Linked DNA regions of Mus musculus: all the other regions are linked to region 3. The links are chromatin contacts, called in public Hi-C and HiChIP or PLAC-seq maps. All regions are on one chromosome and are shown on one strand. Each heading gives the region's core, a stretch centred on a gene start, on an enhancer-like site or on the middle of the called end of the contact. The rest is flanking DNA. Distances are from core to core; before and after follow the strand shown.

The links. Hi-C and Micro-C count contacts between places; a contact is called where the count stands out from the background. HiChIP or PLAC-seq counts read pairs in DNA pulled down with a chosen protein or histone mark.
Region 1: a contact with region 3 is called in an H3K4me3 HiChIP or PLAC-seq map of forebrain, with 5 times the contacts expected there. The contact joins two enhancer-like sites. A contact is called at or near these places in 1 of 39 promoter capture datasets (liver), 50 of 484 Hi-C or Micro-C datasets (the AML12 cell line, B cells, the C3H10T1/2 cell line and 32 more) and 19 of 115 datasets of contacts at active chromatin or transcription factors (CD8 T cells, craniofacial prominence, embryonic basal ganglia and 10 more).
Region 2: a contact with region 3 is called in a Hi-C map of embryonic fibroblasts, with 5 times the contacts expected there. The contact joins two enhancer-like sites. A contact is called at or near these places in 6 of 484 Hi-C or Micro-C datasets (cortical neurons, embryonic fibroblasts and trophoblast stem cells) and 5 of 115 datasets of contacts at active chromatin or transcription factors (craniofacial prominence, embryonic forebrain, embryonic midbrain and 2 more).

What each region holds. Positions count from the first base shown.
Region 1 is chr9:41,468,701-41,472,519 of GRCm38.p6, reverse strand. All of the region lies in intron 3 of Mir100hg (Mir100 Mirlet7a-2 Mir125b-1 cluster host gene), which reads right to left. Among named protein-coding and RNA genes, the nearest start is that of Mir100, 61 kb to the left of the region's middle. Within about 2 kb of position 2,354, at least 40 of the 459 cell types and tissues checked have an H3K27ac peak or open chromatin away from gene starts, as enhancers often do. A contact at or near this core is called in forebrain and uterus, where this site is marked.
Region 2 is chr9:41,657,950-41,661,811 of GRCm38.p6, reverse strand. Gm35835 (a long non-coding RNA gene) reads left to right here. Exons shown (of 5, transcript XR_379295.4): 5 at 1,241-3,862. Among named protein-coding and RNA genes, the nearest start is that of Gm35835, 78 kb to the left of the region's middle. Within about 2 kb of position 1,586, at least 34 of the 459 cell types and tissues checked have an H3K27ac peak or open chromatin away from gene starts, as enhancers often do. A contact at or near this core is called in embryonic fibroblasts, where this site is marked.
Region 3 is chr9:41,935,881-41,939,973 of GRCm38.p6, reverse strand. No RefSeq gene overlaps it. Among named protein-coding and RNA genes, the nearest start is that of Gm36227, 19 kb to the right of the region's middle. Within about 2 kb of position 1,778, at least 59 of the 459 cell types and tissues checked have an H3K27ac peak or open chromatin away from gene starts, as enhancers often do. A contact at or near this core is called in embryonic fibroblasts, forebrain and uterus, where this site is marked.

The DNA of each region.
Region 1 (3,819 bases), core at 1,105-3,604, 470 kb after region 3:
AAAGTGGGGTGGACCAAGGATGTGCAGAAACCATAATTGCCAAGAGATGTGAAACCAGGCCATGGGAAATTTTTAAAATGGAGCTGCTTAGATAAAGACCTAAATTTATCATTAATGTTTTCAAATATCCAAGGGGTTATCAAGTGGAAAGTAAATGATATTTGTTCTGCCGAGCTTTAGGGGATAGAATGGGGTCATATATTCCAGACAAAAAGTCCAAACAGAATGCCTTTTGACTTACTCAAAGAACAGTGTTCTAAGAGACATGGCAATACATGTTTATAGTCCTTGCATTTGGAAGGTAGAGAAGGCAGGGTTACAAGAGATCCCATCTCAAAAAACAAATTCTGCACTATTGATAAGCCTATAATTCAGTAGGAATTAGAAGTCACTTCTTATCTAGAAAAGGCTAGGGAGTCTCTGATTTTGGTCAAAGAGAAGACCATCCATTGAGGCCAGCCAGATCGAAGTGATGTTTGAGAATCCTTCTAATTCATAATCTTTGGTTGATATATATATATATATATATGGATCATAGGAGAAACTACAAACAACAAACATGTGGCCTACCTACACAGCATTTCATCTCCTGCTAAGGGACCTCATGGTCTAATCCGACAGCCGTCTAACTCCTAAGTGTGCTTCATTTCTTTTCCTGGCTTTCTCTAAAAGACTAACTTACCCACTCAGGTAAAGACTATAAGGCCTCTTAAATAAGGCTACTGACCTTCAGTTTGGTGGGAATCATTGAGAAAAACGTATACTTCTGCTCTCTGAGTAAACGACACAAGAAGCAGCTCAGATTTTAAAGAGATGCTGAGACTCTACTCCATTTGCAAGCTACCCATGACTGAAACCCTTCCGTGACTTCTTCAGGTGAGAGGCTGACAATCTCTGCAGGCAGCCTCAGGGAGCCATTTGGTTACTGAGCATGCTCCTGGGGCTAAGGAATAGTCACTTGCACATAGTATGTGTCAGCAAGTCATGGAAACAAGGGAGAAGAAAACAGAACCCTCAGAGTGGCCCCACATTGGCATTTCTTAGTCATTCAGGGTTGAATGCCCCACCCCGGTGACATTGCTAGTTTACCCTGCTCTGCCCCATTTTGTGATATTGATAAGTTTTATAATGCAGGCAGGAAATATAGAAAAATAGAAACAAGATAAATAAAGAAGGGTGACTAGGTTGCTAGGAACGAGGGAGGCAGGAATATAAGGGAGCTTTGGAGCCCCTTGCATGATATATGCTGTAAAGGAGCTGTAGAGATTTGGAGAGGTGCACAGCTCATGAAGGAGGCAGGCAAGAGAAAGAACACTCTGACCAAAGAAAGGAGGGAAAAGCTGAAATTGGAGGGTGGAGGAAAAGACAGGAAACTGGGACAAGAGAGGGAAATTTAGAGGGATGGTGATGGGAAGTGAAGTCCCAGAGAGGTACTGGATAGAAAAGACTTTTCCAAAGCGACATGGATGGTATCAAGAGATGATGGGATGAGTATACAGATTCACATGGCAGGCAAAGGAAAGGGCAAGAAAGACCTAAGCAGAGACATGGAAGTTAGAGTCATCATGTGACTTAGTTTCTCCATTTCTCTGACTAGTTCACTTTACAGAGAAACACTCCTAAGAGCTTCCTCCGGTTGTCAAGGACTGCAAATACATCACAACAACAGGATGTCAATCAGGTGTAGATAGAACACCTCCTATGTGTTCAAACATGTGTCAGAAATAGAGTAAAAATATTAGTAAAATGCCTTCCGCAAAGTGTCTCACGGTGCTCAGAGCGATGCTAAGGTAATTGTATACAAAAGGAACCTGGTGGGACCAGGCCTGTCCTCACAGTAGTCATAAAGGACCTGGGAAAAGAAGAGGAAGTAATAGCCAAGTGTCAGATTGGAAGGCTCGTGAGACATACTGGGCATCAGCAGCTGTCATGTCATAGACAGTTAGTTTTTAGCCTGGGACTGAAAGAAAGGACCCCTAATCTCAGTTGTTCAGAGAAAGGGCCACTTTGCAGTCAGTGGATACCCAGACCAGGATAGGCCTCAGGACAGTAGGAGTGAGCTAACTAAGATCTTTTGATAGATCTGCTTTCCCTGCATGGCGTGGTCAGATCCACTGATGTGCCAAGTGAGAAAATGGTCCATATGCAACCTCCCTGCTCCCCCGCTTTCCTGTCCACTTTGCTTGTCTGTCTGCCTGGTTTGCCGAAGAGCTCTTTATTCTCTTCCACTCCAAATGCCTCTGTTTCAGGGAAGCGTTTGCATTTTCCTTGGCCTAGGTACAGCTTGACGAATTCTTTTAGGCTAGGCCAATTACAACAAGCTCGAAAATTGCTGAGCCAAGTGGTTTCTTCAGAGATCTGCTTACATTCCCACCCCCGTCCCTGCACAGATCAGGGGGCCCCCTGTGTGCTGGAGCTGCACACAGAAACTGTGCATTTTACTTTTAAGGTGGAACAAGACTAAGAGGAATTTCCCTTCCACCCCCAGGAGGAAATAAGGCACAACCAATTTTCACATCAGTTTTTACGTTGTTTGGTTGGGTTTCATCTGTATGAGGAGGCAGACATGATGGCTCCAAGGTGGCTTCCTTGAAGACCGTCCTGGGAAAGGGCTAGAGAGATTTTCAGAGTAATCCCCAAGGTATCTCAAGTTGGCCAGAGAATTTATATGTGCCAATTCCCTCTCACACTCCTAAACTTCCGCTAGGTCTAGGGTTCACCGTTGCAATGATATTCTTGCAAATACTAGCTTTGGAAAGAGAATGGAGTAGGCATATAGAGGTTTTCTTTTTTTAACTTTTGTTTTCATAATCACAGAGAGATGTTTGAAAAGCGATGATGCAATTTCAAGCAGGATTACTCCAAAGTCATTCTTTCTGATTTATGAATTGTACACCATGACAGTTTAGCACAATTACCTCTGCCTGTTTTCTTCCATGCTCGCATTGGCAGGCAAACTATGCCTGGCTTAAGGGACGATACCGAGGGATAACTTCATGAGAGCATGTCAAAGAATAATATAGTCAGACTGGAATTAAAGATTATCTATGGATAATTCACAGAGTATGTAATCCATGTGGGGGTCATTGAGGACTGACCACTCCTGCAAGGCAGCTGCAAGAGAGGTCAAACCGTCTTCCCAACAATAGAACAAGTCGCATTGACAGGATACTCTAGATAGAAAATTCTGAACTCAGTCTCACAGGCATGATAACCGATATGTGTCCAGGGAGTCTAAGGGCAGTCAATCAGAGCTGAGCTTTCCTTCTCAGACAGAAACTAAAGGGTTACTAGGTTCAAGCTGCCACTGTAAACCTGAAAGACAAAGAAATTAGCAACTCCAGACTGCTTCATCCACTGGAGACATGGCACTTGACATGCAGATGTTACCAAATATCCATGTTTTTTTTTTTATTTTTAGAGAAATTTACAAATTAGTGTGACTAAGGGTATGCTTCATCCCGATGGACAAGAGATATTTGCTTAATATTTGATACCAAGAAAGGAAAAGGGACCACAGGATAGCACCAACCGTCAGCATGGGAAAGTAACAGGGCTATGAGAAGAGTCTAATTTCGTCTTTTATGAAAGATACAATTGGACTTTCAAGAGCTGCTCATCTTTACAGGACTTCAAGGGTCCTTGGCCAGGGACCAACCTGGGTCATAGAGACATAAAATCCCCCAGGACTGGGTAGGTCTCTAAAGAAGAAACCTTAGTTACCTTGCCATCATTTATCAAAGTAATGTTCTCTCTCTCTCTCTCTCTCTCTCTCTCTCTCTCTCTCTCTCTCTCTCTCTCTCTCTCTCTCTCTCCTCT
Region 2 (3,862 bases), core at 337-2,836, 280 kb after region 3:
CATGCACACAGACACAGAAAGACAGACAGACAGACACATGCAAAAATATAATAAAAATAATTTTAGTGTTACTTGAATGATTATTCCTCTCTTGTTCCTGTTTTATAGACAATAATAGATACATAATGGATATGTCATAGATATATGATAGGTAGATAGATAGATAGATAGATAGATAGATAGATAGATAGATAGATAGATGATAGATAGAAGACAGATGGTAAAGAAAACAGTACCGACACATGATTAAAGGAAGACAGAATATAGATAGGAAGACAGAAAAGTAGATGGTAGATAGATGGCATGTAGAAAATAGATAGTTGATAGATAGATAGATAGATAGATAGATAGATAGGTAGATAGATAGATAGATAGATAGATAGATAGATAGATAGATAGATAGATAGATAGAGTATAAGGCATTGCCTTTATTTCCTAAGTAAGACCACTGAGGCAGAAGATGACTTTCCCAGAGTTCTACAGATTACAAATGATAGAGGCAGCTTTGGACCCTACAAGCAGCCTTATCAGTGGCTATAGACCATCTTAGACCAGTGGTGTAAGCAGAGGTGATAACGGTGACTGTAACAGCAGGAGTCCTGCTTAACACTTAGGAAACAAGAGCCTAGAAAATTGTGGATGTGCTACATACAGGATCTGCTCTTGTCCTCACAACAGGACATATCACATTATCATGACCAACATCACCACCATCCCCACTGTCAGGAGTGGCAGCACTGGATTGACAAGGAGCCTGTCTTACCTAGAATTGTAATGAATATGTAAGCCCTTACATTTTAAAGTTGTACTATTACTGTAATGAAAACATGACATATGAGCACAGAGGACTGTGTGGTCTGACACTTCATTTGACTTGCATCATGACCAAAGAAGACACATGGCTTTTGCAGAAAAGACCTCTCTGGAGTGGCCTATTTTTACTACTTTCTGAGTGAGGTGTTCAAAGTATACCAGTCCTGAATGGCAGAACATTGGGAACCTTGAGACAGACTCTGTGACTCACTGTAGGGATGCCTTCAGGACTGCGGATGTGAGCAGGCCGAGTTCCTTATTAAGTGATTCATCCGTCTCTCTGTAGTCGGGTAGATTTCTTTTCACGGTTTGTGAAATTTTCTTTCATAAGTTTTCTGTCTACTCTGTATAAAACCAGCAATATCTTTGTTTTCCCCAGGAAAAATCTTTGTCCCCTTATAACTTATATTCCATTCTGTTTTCTTAGGTGTCAGGCCACCACAATAACATGCACTGTTTGTGAAATGGGAATAAATCCCATCTGAGTCTAAGGACTGTGGACAGATACCATGTCTGTCCACATAACTTGTTTCAGACTCTTCCCCTGCTCACTTCCTTCTGAGTGGCCTCTCCCGTGCAAGTGTGGAGGCTAAAGAAGAATCAACTCTCCAAGCAACCTCGATGAGAGAAACGAGCTTTGGATACTTCGAAAGCCTCCATGCCGTGGACCAGGAAGATGACCTGCTTGCCACCCTTTCCCCTGTGTTTATACATTCCAGAGTTCTGCTCTTAAGTATACTTTGAAAACTCCCTTGGAAGAAACCAAATATGCCTTGTTCCAGGGTTGCTTTGAATGTTTTCAGCTTGTAGTCATGGTTGACATAACCTAATTCAAAACATATTGGAAGCACAATGGCACCAAACCTGGGTCGGGAGCCTCAATGTTTCTCTTGAATGGGTTCACTTGTTTTCTCTTTTGCTGTAATTTTTTTTTCTCCAAACTCACAGTCAATGTTTATGATTTGTATCTGAGATATAGCTTCAAAAATAGGCATGCTGCTAAATTTATGCTAAAGGAGGTAAGAAGAAAAAAAACTAGATAAAGAACAGGAGAGAAACAGGGGGAGAATAAAATTGAACAGGCAAAGAGGAGCCGGTGAGAAGTCCCAGTAGAGAAAGAGCTCGCTGTGCGAACCTGGAGGCCTGCGTTTGGTTCCTGGACCCCATGTAAAAATGGAAGGGAAGAACTGAAGATACATAGCTGACCCCTGACCTCTGCATGTCAGCCGTGGTGTATCTGTGTGACTGCATACATTCATTACACACAGGAAGAAAGTAAAAAAGGAACATTAAAATAGGAACCAAAGATTTACTAGACTAAAATTGATCCTAGAAACAATTTTCGGTACTGGTCCAGGGCATTGATTGACAGGCAAAGCCCCCCATTTGCATCCTTAGGGACACTGAGATGGTCGAGCTGGCTCTTGCATGTCTGCCTGGGCATCGTGTCGTCATGCGAAACAAGTCTGTCCTCCATGCATAACAGTGCAGCAAGTCTTTGAAAAATATCAAAAATAAAATTTCCATGTGATTTCCCCCAAATTTTACTTTGGGATCTATATATCCAGAACATTTGAAAGCAATATCAAAGCAGATAAAGAAGAGTTATTCACAGTAGCTAAGAGGTAAACATAAGTCAGATATCCATTAACAGATGAGTGGATAAATAAAATGTGGTACATGTACACATGTATACACATGGAACTACTATTCAGCCTTACAGAAGAAGGAAAGTTTGAAGCATGCTAAGGCATGGATGTCTGTTAAGTGGAATAAACAATCACCAAGGGAAAATTCCACAGGAGTCCACTCATGTGAAATATCTAGACTAGTCACATTCATAAGAAGAAAGTAGATGGGGACTTGAAGGAGTAGGGAGCTATATGAGGTACAGTGGGTGCAGTTTCTGTGTGTAAGGATGAAACATTTTGGAGCTGTATGCTGGTGAGAACCAAAGACACTGAACATGGTCAGCCTTATACATATGACATTGCTTGGCTTATTTTGTGCTGTCTTAGTCAGGACTTTGTTGCTCTGAAGAGACACCGTGACCATGACAACACTTATAACAGAAATTTTTGTGAATATTTTATTAAAATTTTTAGGAATTTTTTTAAAGTTGGCACTTTAGATGGATTCAATAGAGTGCATACACACACACATATATGTATATACATATACATATACATATACATATACATATACATATACATATACATATACATATACATATACATATACATATATGTATATATGATTTGGGTAAATTACCTTACTTAGACTGTGTTAAGTATTCACCTAACTACTAACAAGCTAGAGGTTTGTTGACAAAGCCCAGTGTGAAACCCTACTGTCATGACTCCTAGCTCTGTGTAAACCCTTGCCCTTTAAGACCAATTCCTCAGGCAAATCTGGAAGAAGAAACTGGGAAGGCTTAGGGAAAAGCTTGGACATACTGCTCTGCCACAGAAAGAAGCCCTGTGCTGTGAGTGGTCATGGAGGTAGCTCCTTGGCTTGTGGCTGAGTATCTGCATACACTGTGTTTGTCAACAGTTCTAATTCTACAGGTGAGAGAAAGGGCAATCCATCTGGCTGTGAAGGGGCTTCCCCTCCCAACCTAGCCACCTCCTTCAGCTTTCTTGGTCCACCTGGGAAATAACAGTCAACTGTTTTCTGCTGGCCCCTCCCTTGCCACCATCCTTCTTGGAGAGGCTAGCAATCCCAGAAAGAACTTGTAATGGGGTGAGGATGTTTCTGATGCAGGCTGAAACAACATCCTTTTCTACATTTCAAAGAAGATTTTCAGGTATACCAGATGGTGAGTCAAGTGCTTCAGGAATGGCAGCATCAAAATGCGAGGCTTTGTGGTTCTTCCCCAAGTGTTCGGTCTTACTCTTGTAAGAAAAACAAAACAAAACAAACAAACAAACAAAAACAACCAACCAAACAAACAAACAAAATAGCAAATGATAAAGGCACAGAGGTGTTGGCAGTCTGATAAAACTTTATTGATAGGCACACAAATTTGAGCTTCATACGATTGTTATGT
Region 3 (4,093 bases), core at 529-3,028:
CTTTAATTAATCACCTTCTTTTGAGAGATGTCAGTGGGCTTCATTATATTATTGTTGTTGTAGGTACTGTGGGGAATTTTAAGAATACACACACACACACACACACACACAAACTCTTCCTTGGTCACTCACAGACACTATCTGTCCTGTTCATACCTCCTGCTTCTCTTGACACACTTTTGCCCAATGACTGCTTAACAGAGCCATCTTTGGTCATTCCATGCCTTAAAAATTGCTGTCTATAGGGAGAAAAGTAAAATGCTATTTAGAGCCAGTCAATATTTTTGCATCTTTCAGAGTCATGATGGGACCGACAATAGCTTTTATTGTACAATCAGTATAATTTGCTTCCCTTACAACAAAGCATAATTAGCTTGTAGTTCACACAGTGGCAATGCAAATGTGGCCATTTCTGAAGACTGTTGGTGAAGGCTCCCTTCCTCGCTTAAATGCAGTGTCCCAGTTTGGTCCTGGCCCAGGCTCTCTAGGCATCACTAAGCAGACCTCTTCATCTGTGTGGGATTCTGTAAGTTTTTTTTTTTTTTTTTTTTGCATGAAGGAAGGACAATGCTTTTATACAGCAGCGTTAATGACACACACATTGGATGTTTAGAGGCTGGGCGTTGGCGCTGGCTTGGAATGAACCTGTGTGGCTTAACTGCTTGTTCGACTGGCTTCAGGGCTCTTCTCCTTACTGACTGACCCTTTAGAGACTGACTGCTTCATGTCGTTCAGTCTGACCTCGGACTTGCTGGGTAGCTGAGGATGGCCTTGAACTTCAGAATCTTTCCCTCCCACCTTCCCATTGCTAGACTTCCCGGCTGGTGCACTACATCCAGTTTGTGAGGTGGTTTGAGATGGAACCCAGGCTTCACCCCTGCTTGGCAAGCACTCTACCAAGCAAGCCATATCCTTCTCTTCATGTTTAAATTCACTAAAGAGAGTTTAGGTCTTAGGATTGTCAGCCAGTTCCTCCATTAAATATAAAATAATACCCAATTCATCTACACATTGAAACATAGAGGGACTCCCTTCTTTCCTTTAAGACTCCCCTTCCTCTCCTTGGCAGCTGCATGGCTTTGAACTTCCCCTTGCAGCCTGTGGCATCTTTTCTTTGCATGTTACACCCCTGGCCCCGGTCCTGGGGGCTCTGCTCAGTTAGGACAGGACCGCTAACTCTGCCAGGGAGTTGGGTTTTATGAGAACTGAGAACAATGGTGTGTGCAGCCTGCCCCGTGCTGCACTCTATCAGACTCCTGGAGACTGCAGGAAGACTTCCATTTGAGGCTCAGGCTGCAAACTTTTATTTTGAAATGCCGGCTGTCTGAAATCAGGTTTATTCAGCTTTGACTTTGGCTTTGAACTGAGGCTCACATGGTACCTGTCACCTGAAGGGTGACAATTAGGGTCCGCACATGGAGCTACGTGAACAGAGCCTCCGCTTTGTTAGGTTGACAGAAAAAGAAGGCCTGTTTAGAAATCTTTCTTGTCTCACCTCTTCCTGTTTTCTATCCGTGCACCACCCTCTATCCTCCTAAATCTGCAGCAACAGGGGAGGACCCAGGAACAGACAAGGAGGAAAAAAAATCAATATCAAATCAATTCCTGCTATGGATCCAGAAAGACTTGTGGTCAAAAACAGTCCTGGTCCTTTTGAGTCCCTTAAAATTTTTGTATTGCATCCAGAGATGGTAATTGATTGAAACTGCCTGTGGTTTTAGGAAGTGCTCCGGTTACAAGGAAAAATCCTTTTATGTTGCTGGACGGCAGCCACAAAATCTCTGAAGTCAGGAATCTGGCAGAGGTTGAGCCTCCTCCAGGGTGTAAATAAACCAGCCTGGTCTATAACCCAATAGAAGTCAATTTATTGTGTGTGTTTCAAATCACTCAGCTCAAAGCCCTGCCCAGTTATTAAAGAAAAAGGTGTGGGATACAGCTGCAGCTCAGACAATAGGTGATGGTAAGCAGCAGTGTTTGTTAGGCCCTGTAGAACTCCCGGAGGAAAAGACGGGGCCTTGCAGGCTCAGTACACCTCTTCCTCCCTACTTGCAAAGAACTGCTCAAAATCAAGCAACCAGGCATGATTGGCACCCAGAGTCACTTACTGTGCTAGCCAGGAGCCTGGGGCTCAAAATGCTTAAGTGGGTGACCATTTTATACCGCTGGTCAGGAAACCCAGTGACATTCTTTGCTGCAGTGTTCGGCCATGTGGAAGGCATTGGAACTGGGGGTTTGGCTGGGCCAGATCTTGTTACCCACTGAGATGCCCATGGCAATGTGTGATGGGAGCCTGTTCCAATGCCTTGGGCAGATAACATGTTGAGTCCCAGTTCACACCAAGAGCCGGTTCACTTACACAGCAGAAGGTTATTTGGGGTTCACTTAGTCAAGACTAGAGGAAAAATCCCAGCGCCTGTGCACCAGCATTCCTGCCTCCAGCTTTAGCATCATTGCAGACCCCAGACGGTGTGTGGCAGCGGGTTAAGGGTGTTAAACATAGGAGGCCTTGCTTGCATCTTGCTCCAGACTGGCAATGACAATGAATTATTAGAAAAACCCAGGGTAGTCGACACAAAGCTGCCTCTTAAATGCTTATTTTTTCAGCCTTGGTCCATTGGGCACCACTGACCATCCACACCCTAAGATACTCTAAAATACCCCACCTTCACAGTATTCCACTTCATTTTAACATAGCAAAGCATTAATAGTCTGGCCGAAGTGTTCTCTCTCTCTCTCTCTCTCTCTCTCTCTCTCTCTCTCTCTCTCTCTCTCTCTCTCTCTCTCTCCTCTCTCTCTCTCTCTCTCTCTCTCTCTCTCTCTCTCCCTCCCTCCCTCCCTCCCTCCCTCTCTCTCTCTCTCTCTCTCTCCCTCCCTCCCTCCCTCCCTCCCTCCCTCCCTCTCTCTCTCTCTCTCTCTCTCTCTCTCTCTCTCTCTCTCTCCCTCCCTCCCTCCCTCCCTCCCTCCCTCCCTCCCTCCCTCCCTCCCTCCCTCCCTCCCTCCCTCCCTCTCTCTCTCTCTCTCTCTCTCTCTCTCTCTCTCTCTCTCTCTCTCTCTCTCTGTTTTTTTTTCCTGGTGGCCTCCCTCCCAACTCCATCCCCTTCCATCTCATTGGCTCCAGACAAGTACTGGGGAACCAATGAGATTCCTCTTCTTCATTCATGTCCTAGCAACAAGCCCAGTTCCAATCTTTCTCTGCCAAACTAACACCTGAAAAATTACATCATGAATAATGGCAAAAAGCAGCAAGGGCCAGAGAAGGGCTTTTTTTTTTCCCCCTTCAACTGTCTGCTGCAGAGTTCATTTAAGGTGTTTTCGTCTAGATTCTTAAAGCAACAATGTCCTAGGTTTTTGCTGATCTTTTTCAGCATACATACATACATATATATATATATATATATATATATATATATATATATATATATGCTGTTATCGAATGAAGTAACAGCTTTTGAAGCTAAATAAAAGGAAAACATTTTAATGGGGTTCACTGTATAGCCGTCCACACACACCCCTCCCAAGTCTGCGTTTAGAGGAGCGGAGGGGAATTAGACTGCTCTCCTATATTCTTAAGGAAAGGACGAAATTGGCCCAAGCCTCACAAGGCAGCACATCCACCCACTGTTCAACACAAAAAAAACGTAGTCCCCTTCCTGGCGGTGCCCCCTGCTCTTGTTAAATATCCCCTAGGCCCCTTTCATTACTCTTTGGGGATAAAGAAGCCATTCTTTATGAGGATCATGGAGCCAGGGAATGAGGTACCTGGAGAGTCTTCCCCGGAAGTGAAGTTGTATAGGGTATGCAGAGTGGGGGTGCTTTAGTGCGTTTAGTTCCGTACACGTGGGGGCAGCGAATGCAAACTCGTAGCTGGGGAACCACCACAGGGACAATGACATCCAGATGACCTGGGCGGGGGCGGGGGGTGGGGGAGAGGAAACTGAGAAAGAGAGGTGAGGTGATGTGGTGTGGGCTTGCAGGAGGATGATGGGGGAGGGGGATGGAGGCCCTGGAGGGGGTCGGGGCTGTGAATGGAAAGGTCCACCCTTCTAGGCATTTTTCAAGTCCCAGACGCCGCTTCCGGCTTCCCCCACCCCAC